Linked DNA regions of Mus musculus: region 1 is linked to region 2. The links are chromatin contacts, called in public promoter capture Hi-C maps. All regions are on one chromosome and are shown on one strand. The core of a region is the stretch at or near the end of the contact, and the rest is flanking DNA. Distances in the headings are between cores, read along the strand shown.

Region 1 (4,935 bases), core at 932-3,431, 1.0 Mb after region 2:
CTTCTGCTGGTCTTGGTACCTTCAGGCACACTGTCATCAGGAGCATTGATTTTAAAAGTACACTTTATAGGCAAGCTTTGCAAAGACCATGAAAGCCAGCTGGTGGAAATGATGAGGTTCTGTGTGCTTGAATTTAATTTTTCAATATAATAGTTATCCTTGAAGTGATGAAAGGAATATCAGGTTTGAATCCAGGTTGCGTTGGTCTCATATATGGAAACAGCTTGCCCATCTACAGAATTAATAATACTTTTCTTTTTCTCTTATTTTAAAAATCAGTTACTCAGTACCTGTAAAGCACTTTGATATGTGCTAGCAGTCCACAGCTAGGAATCTGCCTCTGTGTTTTTCTTGTGTATCACTTCATCAGACAGTTTGAATCACCTTCTTTAACATAGCAACTCTTTAGCTAGCTTCAGCGTTCAACTTGGCTGACATCTCCTTAGAAAACCTTATTGCTTCCGCAAAGCCACTCCTGCTTGTGTTCTGCTGGTGATCCCACAGCAGTTATCAAGCATTATAATTGGTGTTTGCTTGTCACCTCCTTCGAGTTAATGCTACCTAGTTGTTTTATCTATCTTTAAATGCTCAGAAATTGGCAGAATGCCTGTCATACAGTAGGCAATCAGTGGGTAGTTATTCATTGCATGATTGTGCGATAGGTATACTCATACTTAAATGTGCAACTATAATTGAAATAAACTGTTAAGGATTATATAAGACATGGTGACATTAAACCATAATTGGTCCAGTTTTTTCTTCTTGAGAGTGTCATCCTCAGGATAGTAGGGAGTGTCTCAATTTCTAAAACCCTTTTATAGACTTTATAGATATATAAACTTTTACAGCCCTGTTTTAGAGAAATATTATAACTTTTTATATTATTATTAAATTGGGCAATGAAGAGTAACCACGTGGCAAATGCATTTTGTAAAGTTTCCCAGCTAAATATTTATGTTTGTTTGTTTTGTTTGTCTTATTTTGTTCTGTTGAAACAGGATCCTACTCAGTATCTAAAGCTGGCTTTGAGCTCATGGTAATCCCCCTGCCTCACCTTCTTGAATGCTGAAATTGTAGATGTGGTTTCTCCCACCCAGCTTTACATTGATGATGTCCTTCCCTATGCCAACGTTTCAGACTTCTTTGGTGTGAAAACTGAAATGGAATGCCTTGAAACCCTGTAGTAGAGACAGTTGGTGGTTCCTTAGAGATGCTAGAAAAAAGTCTGCTGTGCGTAAAGACTTGCAAGTTGAGGTTTGTGTGAAGATCCCCATGTTCTTTGCCCGTCCAGGCTATCTGTAGGAGTGTGGGTGTAGGTGCCCCACGACCCTGTCTTCTCCTTCTTCTCACTTCACCTGGAAAGGTGTCGACCATAACCCAATGTAGACAGCCAAGCCCCATGCAAATCTCCACAAACCCTTGCCCTCTGAGGTTGTACATTCCAGTGCTCGGCCATGGTAGGGGTATTTTGCTCCCTAAGGAGCACATTTTGATGTCCTTACAACAAAGAGCATGGCCTAGAGGTAGGGAGACAGAGGTCGGGTTCCTTTGACCTTGTAGAATCCTCATTGTGTGAACTGGATGCATCCAGAATAAGAACAGAGCCTCTTCTAAGCTCATGTGCCTGGCATGGATTCCTCTTCACTGGGTCTGAGGGACAGTCTCCATGGCAGCAAGGTGTACATCTTCCAAAGCCTTTGTGTGCTGGCAGTAAGGCTGTGGAGATGAACACCAGAGGAAATAGGACCTTAATCACACTGTTGTACTTGTACGGAGATTAAGAGCCAGGTTCCATCTGTCAGATTTTTGAATGGTTGGCTCCAGAGAGTCTACTCTCCTACAGGCAATGCTAAGCTAATACCTTCTGCCGCAGAAATTGATTTGAGTTCATTTCTTCCCTCTCAGGGCTTTTTAAAGATCAGTTATTTGTTCAATGGTCTAGTGATTACTTTCTCTGCTTGGTGATAACCTGAGAGGAGGCATTTCAAACAAGGCCGCCAGGCAGTGAGAGGTAAGGAAGGTATGTTTCAGAGGATGGCCCAAGTTTTTCCTGTATTAAGATACTTTCAGGAAGCCTGCAATTAGTCAAGTCACAGATTTCCAGTTATTTCAGTCTTGTTAAAGGCAAGGCTGATCACATCTGTCGTAAGTTGGAGTTTGTGCCTCCGCATTAGAAGCTCTCACAAACCTTCAATTACAGCAGCCTCAGAAAGCGCTGCTGCAGTACACTAACAAGCAGTCATCAGCAACAAGAGACAGATCGACTAATAATTAGCCAATGCGCTGGAGAGGACCTCTGTGAAGGTAAAATATAATAATTTGCCTTTCCATCTCTCATAGTGGAGTTGCTTGGGAGGTATTGACAGCCCATTGTTCGACAAATACTGGACACTGTTATTAGCTACAGCAACCTCAAAATATTTGATAAAGACAAGGAAAGTGTTTTCTGTGTACTTAGTACCTTCATGAGAATGTTTTCTCAGGGTCCCCAAACCATTTCATCTGCAGCTGGAATATAAATCACAAGGTTTTCCCCAGCAAGGAGTTTGCACAGTGTGCCATCATTTGTGATTTGCAATGATAACTTTAAAAGCAAAACTGAGCAAAAAAATAGAAATGTTGTCTTGAGCCTTTCAAGCAGGTTCTGCAATGAAGACATGGTTGTTGCAAGATTGAAAGGAGTTTAAACAAAGGATTAAAATGAAAGAAAACATGTCTGTTAGGAAATTCTTTACTTCCTTAGGTACGCACCTATGTGTCCGATCCCTATCTTTCAGCATGGTGAAGAGTGTTCTGAGGGAGATAGTGACCAGTTTCACAAATCAGGGAACAATGAAGTGTTGAAACACTAGCTTTTCCTGCTGACCCATGTGATGGAGTTCATCTGTGTCATGCAGGGTTCAGAAATGCTATGTTAAACCAAATCAACAAAGAAGGGATTGAGGGGCCATCAAAGAATGCAAACATTGTGATCCAACCATGCAGACAGGTAAGAGGAGGATAACAGCGTCTCAATAGAAAGGGACACCCACAGCAGTGTTAGCACCAATCACCCAACACCGTTCTGTGCACCCTTCTGTGGGACCTTTTCTGTAGCTAAGTCTAGTGGCACAGAGATCAGACTGAAGTGGGTGTAAGCTTCACTTTGTATTCTCAATCACATGGAAAGAAAACATTTTGTCCATATTGATAAATAATTTACTTTTGGAGAACTAATTTCACTTCTGTGATAGGGTCTGCACCCTAGAAAATTTATTTTATCTTGCAAACTTAGATAGTGTTGCTAGTGTGTACCTAGCATTGAAGTACTGACCTAGCTTTGACTCTGATTCTAATTTTAATTATGCATTTGTGTGTGGGTATGTGAAAGTGAATGTGGTGCCCACAGAAGCCAAAGGTGTCAGATGGGAACTGCTCAGCCTGGGTGCTGAGAACCGAACTTAGATCCTCTGCAAGAGCAGTGAGTATTCTTAACTATTGAGCCATTGCTCCAGTCCACCAAATGGAATCTTAACTAGGACACACTAGTTCCAAGCAGCGAATGTGTACAGGCAATGGGATATTCCACAGGAGTGCTACCCCTGTCCTTGAGTGATTGGCAAATGAGGCTTAGGGTCTTCCTATGAATTCTATACCTATGCCGTTTTGTTCCACCATGAAGCTTCACAGAAGGCTTGGGGAGAAGTACTGGATAGATCACTTCGTTAGCTTATGAGTAAACTAAGCTGAAGCTAAAAATCTTGCCAACACACAGGACATGAGGACTCATGTCTGTGTGGATGGACAAAATGAGCCAGGTATTCTTGTCTTGCTCAACAGCCTTGCACTATATTTAATATGAATCTGTAGAGTCAGTGTAAAAAACTATCATTGTACCCTTATATCCAGAATACAGTGACCTTATTGGGAGTTCAAATCAAGTAGTTGATTTATATATGATCCAGATGTTAATTTAAATGATAAATTTAAATTCAGGAGATAAATTGGCTAAAGGATATTTGTTAGGGAGTATATATTTTTAAACGTTTAATTAGAGTTTCTATTTTATCCTGAATTATAAATTGCTCCAAATAAAAACCTATTTTAATAAATAGGCTTTAAAGATTTAAGACAGCTTTTTTTTTCTCCAGGTGTATATAATTGACATAAAGCACATGTATTTGAAGCCTATAATTGGATAAGTTTAACATATATGTACACTCAGGAAAGTATCACATAGTAGATGCTGAACATGGCCAGTACCCTCTGGAGTTCACAGTCTTGTTTCCCCACTACCTAACCCTTTCAGAGACCCCTGGCCAGCCTGCCACTTCCTAATGGTCTGTTGGCATTATGTAGCATCTTTCTTTTTGTTTTTATTATTTTTCCTTCCCTTTCTTCCTTTTTCTTTTAATTTAGTTAGTTTTGGTTTCCTTTTACTTTGTTTCTATTTCTATGGTTTTTTTTAAATATATTTTAATGGAGCTATCATTTCTTTGTCTGGTTTGTTTGTTTGTTTGTTTGTTCAGACTGGGTTTCTCTGTTTAATCTTGGCTCTTTTGGAATTAATTGGCTTTGTAGAGCAGGCTGGCCTCAAACTCAGAGAGATCCACCTGCCTCTGCCTCCTGAGTGCTGGGATTAAAGGTGTGTGCTGGTCGAGTGGTGGTAGCGCATGCGGTTAATCCCAGCACTTGGGAGGCAGAGGCAGGCGAATTTCTGAGTCCGAGGCCAGCCTGCTTTACAAAGTGAGTTCCAGGACAGCCAGGCTATACAGAGAAATCCTGTCTCAAAAAACCAAAAAATTAAAAAAAAATTTTAAAAATTAAAAAAATAAATAAAGGTGTGTGCCATCACAGGACTTCTTGTCTGGCTTTTTAAAAACACAGCAGTTCTTTCAGGTGCATTGCTAGAGCACATTCAGTGCTGTGTCTATCTGTCCCTTCTTGGTTTTCACT
Region 2 (5,387 bases), core at 2,149-4,648:
TATTAGCCCAAAAGCTTCAACTACCCAAGATACAATCACAGACCACATCAAGCTCAAGAAGAAGGAAGAGAAAAGTGTAGATGCTTGTTCAGTCCTTCATAGAAGGGGGAAAAAGTACTCACCGGAGCAAATACAGAGACAAAATGTGGAGCAAAGACTGAAGGAAAGGCCATTCAGACTGCCTCACCTTGGGATCCATCCCATATACAGTCTCCAAACCCAGACACTATTGTGGATGCCAAGAAGTGCTTACTGACAGGAGACTGATATAGCTGTCTCCTGAGAGGTTCTGCCAGAACCTGACAAATACAGAGGTTGATGCTCGCAGCCAACCACTGGACTGAGCACTGGGTCCCCAATGGTGGGGTTAGGGAAAGGACTGAAGGAGCTGAAAGGGTTTGCAAACCCATAGGAAGTACAACAACATCAATCAACCAGACAACCCCCAACCCCCAAAACTCCCAGGGAGTAAACCACCAACCAAAAAGTACACATGGAGAGACCCATGGCTCCAGTTGCAAATGTAGCAAAGGATGGCCTTGTTGGGCATCAATGGGAGGAGTAGCCCTTAGTCCTGTGAAGGCTTGATGTTCCAGTGTAGGAGATTGTCAGGGTGGGGAGGCGGGAGTAGGTGGGTGGGTGGGTGGGTGGGGGAGTGCCCTCAGAGAAGCAGGGGAAGGTGGAATGGGATTACATTTGAAATGTAAATAAAGAAAATATCCAATAAAAGAAAAAAAGAAAGAAAGCTCTGTTAAAATAGTTTTACAAGATCAGGTGTACTGGCTAGTTTTGTGTCAACTTGACACAGCTGGAGTTATCACAGAGAAAGGAGCTTCAGTTGAGGAAATGCCTCCATGAGATCCAGCTGTAAGGCATTTTCTCAATTAGTGATTAAAGGGGGAAAGGCCCCTTGTGTGTGGGACCATCTCTGGGCTGATAGTCTTGGGTTCTATAAGAGAGCAGGCTGAGCAAGCCAGGGGAAGCAAGCCAGTAAAGAACATCCGTCAATGGCCTCTGCATCAGCTCCTGCTTTCTGGCCTGCTTGAGTTCCAGTCCTGACTTCCTTGGTGATGAACAGCAGTATGGAAATGTAAGCTGAATAAACCCTTTCCTCCCCAACTTGTTTCTTGGTCATGACGTTTGTGCAGGAATAGAAACCCTGACTAAGACAGTCAGGTAAATAAATAAATAAATAAATAAATAAATCCCAGGCCTCATCTTTTCAGATATGCGCCAAAGTAGGTCTTCATAACTTTCTCTATTGGATCCTATTACTATGTTCCCCCCAAAACAAATAAACAAATGCTCTAGAAATACGTTAGAGATTCAAGGGTGAACATCCATAATCACCTCCTAACTTTATGGTTTAAAATATGTCAACTCTTTAAATATCCTTTCAAAGTATTTCTCAAGCTGTGTTCTACAGAACACAGAGTACTCAAAGAACAAAAAGCATTCAGGAACAAAGAATTTTTTACTGTTAATTATTATGATGATGTTATTCATTTCCTTTGCATCCTGATGCCACCTCTCCTCGCTCCTCTCCTATGAGTACCTCCCTCTCATGTAGCTCCATCCACCATACCACCCCTTCTTTGCAGAAAAGGGGAGGCCTCCTAAGGACCAACCAGCCTTGGCATATCAAGTTGCAATAAGATTAGGTGCTTCTTCTTGAGACTAGACAATGCAGCCCAGATCGGGCAGAAGATTCCAAAGGCAGACAATGCAATCACAATATATTTGGGTTTCTATGCTTCAGAATAAATTTAAAATAGCCTGCCTAGATAATCTACAAGCTTCCATTCAACAGGACATCTTTTTTTTTTTTTTTTTTTTTGAGTTTTTTTTAGTCTTTGACTTAGTGATATAAAAGAATGTGTTTCATTTTGTCCTGGAAATACATTCATACCCTATCAACTGTTGTACACACAAATTCAAATACATGCATGTGGGTACACAATGCACACAGATTTATCAAACTGAAGCTTAAATATATGGCCATGTTATACACAATCATACACAGTACATGTATATTTATTTTGTGCATTCTTATTTCCTAATATACAGCTTTTAATTGTATAATTTCTCAAACAGCACCTCTAAATTCCTATCCACTGAGTGTTTTGAGGAACACACTCCACTGAGACTTTCTTCTCTCCAGTTTCACATGTTTTACTACCCTGCTGAGCTTCGGTAAACTAAGTTCCATGGCTGCCTTCCTGGCTCACATTTAATTTTTATCTCTCTTCACCAAATAATCGTGATGGTTAAAGTTTTATTCCCTTTATGTGTAAAATTTATTAAATTATGGTGGGTTTTCATTTCCTTAAAATGGCACAGAATCAACAGATCTGGCATTTTCCTGCCACTAGAGAAACTGGCTTACCTAGACTGTCACCCACTGTCAACTAGCATCAGTTACCTAGGGCATTAACAACAAATGTGTACGTGTGCTTCACTAGGCTAACAAAAAGAGACTGTAGCAATAAAGTGGAATTCACACTTTTTTGAGGTCTAAATCTCAAGAAACAATACACTTAAGGGTCTTAAACTAATATTGCTATGCCCCTTATCACTGCCAGGCACTGAAACAGATCAAGGATAGCTCTGCTTATCAGCTATAGTATCTGGGCTTTTAAGTAAGTTACTAGATTTCAAACTACTTTTGGAATATGACTTGGGTTGCCCAGGGTCAGTAAGGCAAATTTGTATCCAACGCACTCCAGAGCATCTAGAAAAACCTAGCTTATTTTCAACTCAACCAGGAGGAAATACATCTGTCAGTAGCTTGAGTTCCAACGGAGGTGTCTGACAACATAGGAGCAAAGCAATCTCAAACCATCTAGGGGATCCTACAGCTCTCCCGGCAAGCCAGAGATGTGAGAAGAGAGTGAGGTTGCAATCCTCCTTCCTGGAAAGGATCAAGACTGAGGAGAATTATAGAGGACAAAAACTGCTAACAAGTAAGTGAAGTTAACAGCGGCTCTCAAAGTTCAGAGCAAATAAAAGTCCAACAGGCGTGGTGACCATGCGCCCACGGAGGAGGAGGAGGACCCAGGAATTAGTGCTGTTTAGCTTTGCCAAGCTGCCAGAGAGGAGGCGCGTGGGGCCAGGGAGCCCGAGCAGATCGCCCCGCCTCTTCCGGTGGCCGTGGCGCCGGCCGGCCCACGCGGCGCCCCAAGAAGTGGCTCCGGATGTTTCTACAGTGGCCGCGTCAGGATATAGCCTTGCCCAAGAGTAAAGCGATGGCCCCAGTCCTCATTACCTGATCAGGGCCGCGACCCTCATTCTGGGCGCAGTGTGCGTGCGTACGTGCGTGCGTGCGGTAACCACAGACGCCAGGCCCGGGATCCCGCGGCGACTGGACCTACACGCGCGGTCCTCGACCTGGTGTCTGCTGCGCTGCCTGCCCTCGACCATGCCTACTGCCCCTTCAGCACCTTGCTGAACACCCGGGTGTAGAGGCTAGGTAGTCTCAGCATCTGTTCCCTGATACATGGATATATGGCTCAGAATTTACAAAAAGAAAAAAGTTTAGGCACAGCCTAACCACCTAAGTAAGGGCAGTGAAGCTGCCAAGGGAAGGGCATGGTCCTTGGTAAACCGCTTGAGGGTGCTGGGATTGTCTGGGTAGTAAATTCAAAGTCACAAGTTCTAAGATTTGAAACACTACCTTGGAAAGGGGATTTAGTCTCTCTCCTCTCTTCGTCAACTACAAGAAAGAAATCTTTTCGCCCTTCCTACCCCCCCTCCAAAAAAAAAAACCCACTAACCCCTGATCACTTTTAACTTCGAGGTTTGCATCTCTGCCCATTGAACCAGTGAGGCTACATGACCTCCGCCTCCTATACTGTGTTTTTGCATTTTCCCAATACAGAAACTGAAAAACTTGCACTCCAGAAAGCAAAACGAAAATCTAATTTAAAATACGTTTGCCAGTACTTAGTTATTTGAATGTACTAAGCACTCTTTGGAGCTCCTGGGATCAACTGGTGTACGATATAGACCACCATGCCTACCTACATCCATGAACAAGGAGTTTGTGTAGAGGTGTAGGAAGAAGAGAATTTAAAAAGAGAATTGTATGTTAAAGTGAAAAATACTGTACCAAAAGAGAGAGAAAGAGAGAGACAGAAAAAAAATGCAGAAATAGAGGGTACACGTGGCATTATTGGTGAGTTAAACTAACTTAAACATATACATCTTTGAATATTATTCATATGTAAAGAATGTATATATATATATATATATATATATATATATATATATTTTTTTTTTTTTTTTTTTTTGAGACAGGTTTTCTATGTGTAGCCCTGGCTGTCCTGGAACTCACTCTGTAGACCAGGCTGGCCTAGAACTCAGAAATCCACTTGCCTCTGCCTCCTGAGTGCTGGGATTAAAGGTGTGCGCCACCACTGCCTATGTATATACACATTATATACATGTAATACATATATATATATATATATATATATATATATATATGTGTGTGTGTGTGTGTGTATATGTGTGTGTGTGTGTATATATATATATATATATATATATATATGTATATATATACATATATATATCTCCAGTGAATGCCCAAACTCCCAAAATCCGTCTTCCCAATGTATCCATGTTGAATAAATCTCCCTTTCTGATTTCTACTTTCACCTGGCTTTTTTTTTTCCAGCCTGCTGGTTCTGGCCATATTTATTTCATACATGTGGGATACACTGTCACTGCCTTTAGACACAGCCTTAGACAGCATTGGATGCCCACTACAGATGGTTGTGAGCCACCATGTGGTTGCTGGGAATTGAACTCAGGACCTCTGGAAGAGCAGTCAGTGCTCTTTACCGCTAAGCCATCTCTCCAGCCCTTCACCTGGCTTTTAAAATTGTATTTTAATTAAAGACTGCTGGCAGGACATGAATTGGGCACAGGTTTTGAACTGAAGGTTTGATGACAAAAGAACAGGTAACTGGAGAAGAGTAACCAGAATGCATGATGGAAGATGAAGTCTGGGTGGTGGAGAGAGAAGATCATCCAAGGTGGTGTAGGCCATCTCAGACTTTATAGCACAGGTATGGTTGAAGGTTTTATAAGGACAACAGGTTCTTATAACACTGCAATGTTGAAAACATCTATTAGGGAAGAAATCTATTTTAATGTTCCAGGAGAGATGATGTGATGTGATCTAAAAACAAGATGATGGATTTGGCAAAACATGAAAAGAATTAGTATTTTTAAAACAGTCAATATAGTTGAATAGACAGATATGGGTTACTAAAGAAAGCCATGAGAAATGAGAACAATATCATGAACTAAAGGTAGGATGTGTGAGACACCTCACATTGTGTGGGATACACATTAGCAATCCGTCTTGCCATACTACAAGTGCT

The links. Promoter capture Hi-C pulls out the DNA fragments that hold promoters and counts their contacts.
Region 1: a contact with region 2 is called in a promoter capture Hi-C map of hippocampal neurons, with 6 times the contacts expected there. The contact joins the enhancer-like site here to the promoter of Dph6 in region 2. A contact is called at or near these places in 11 of 39 promoter capture datasets (the 3T3-L1 cell line, 3T3-L1-derived adipocytes, the C10 cell line and 7 more) and 4 of 115 datasets of contacts at active chromatin or transcription factors (embryonic limb bud, embryonic stem cells, large pre-B cells and 1 more).

The regions. Positions count from the first base shown.
Region 1 is chr2:115,692,445-115,697,379 of GRCm38.p6, forward strand. The region is part of intron 10 of BC052040 (cDNA sequence BC052040); the gene reads left to right. Among named protein-coding and RNA genes, the nearest start is that of Mir1951, 56 kb to the left of the region's middle. Within about 2 kb of position 2,182, at least 6 of the 459 cell types and tissues checked have an H3K27ac peak or open chromatin away from gene starts, as enhancers often do. A contact at or near this core is called in hippocampal neurons, where this site is marked.
Region 2 is chr2:114,651,566-114,656,952 of GRCm38.p6, forward strand. It overlaps Dph6 (diphthamine biosynthesis 6), which reads right to left and starts at 3,399. Exons shown (of 9, transcript NM_025675.5): 1 at 3,266-3,399. The coding sequence starts at 3,288.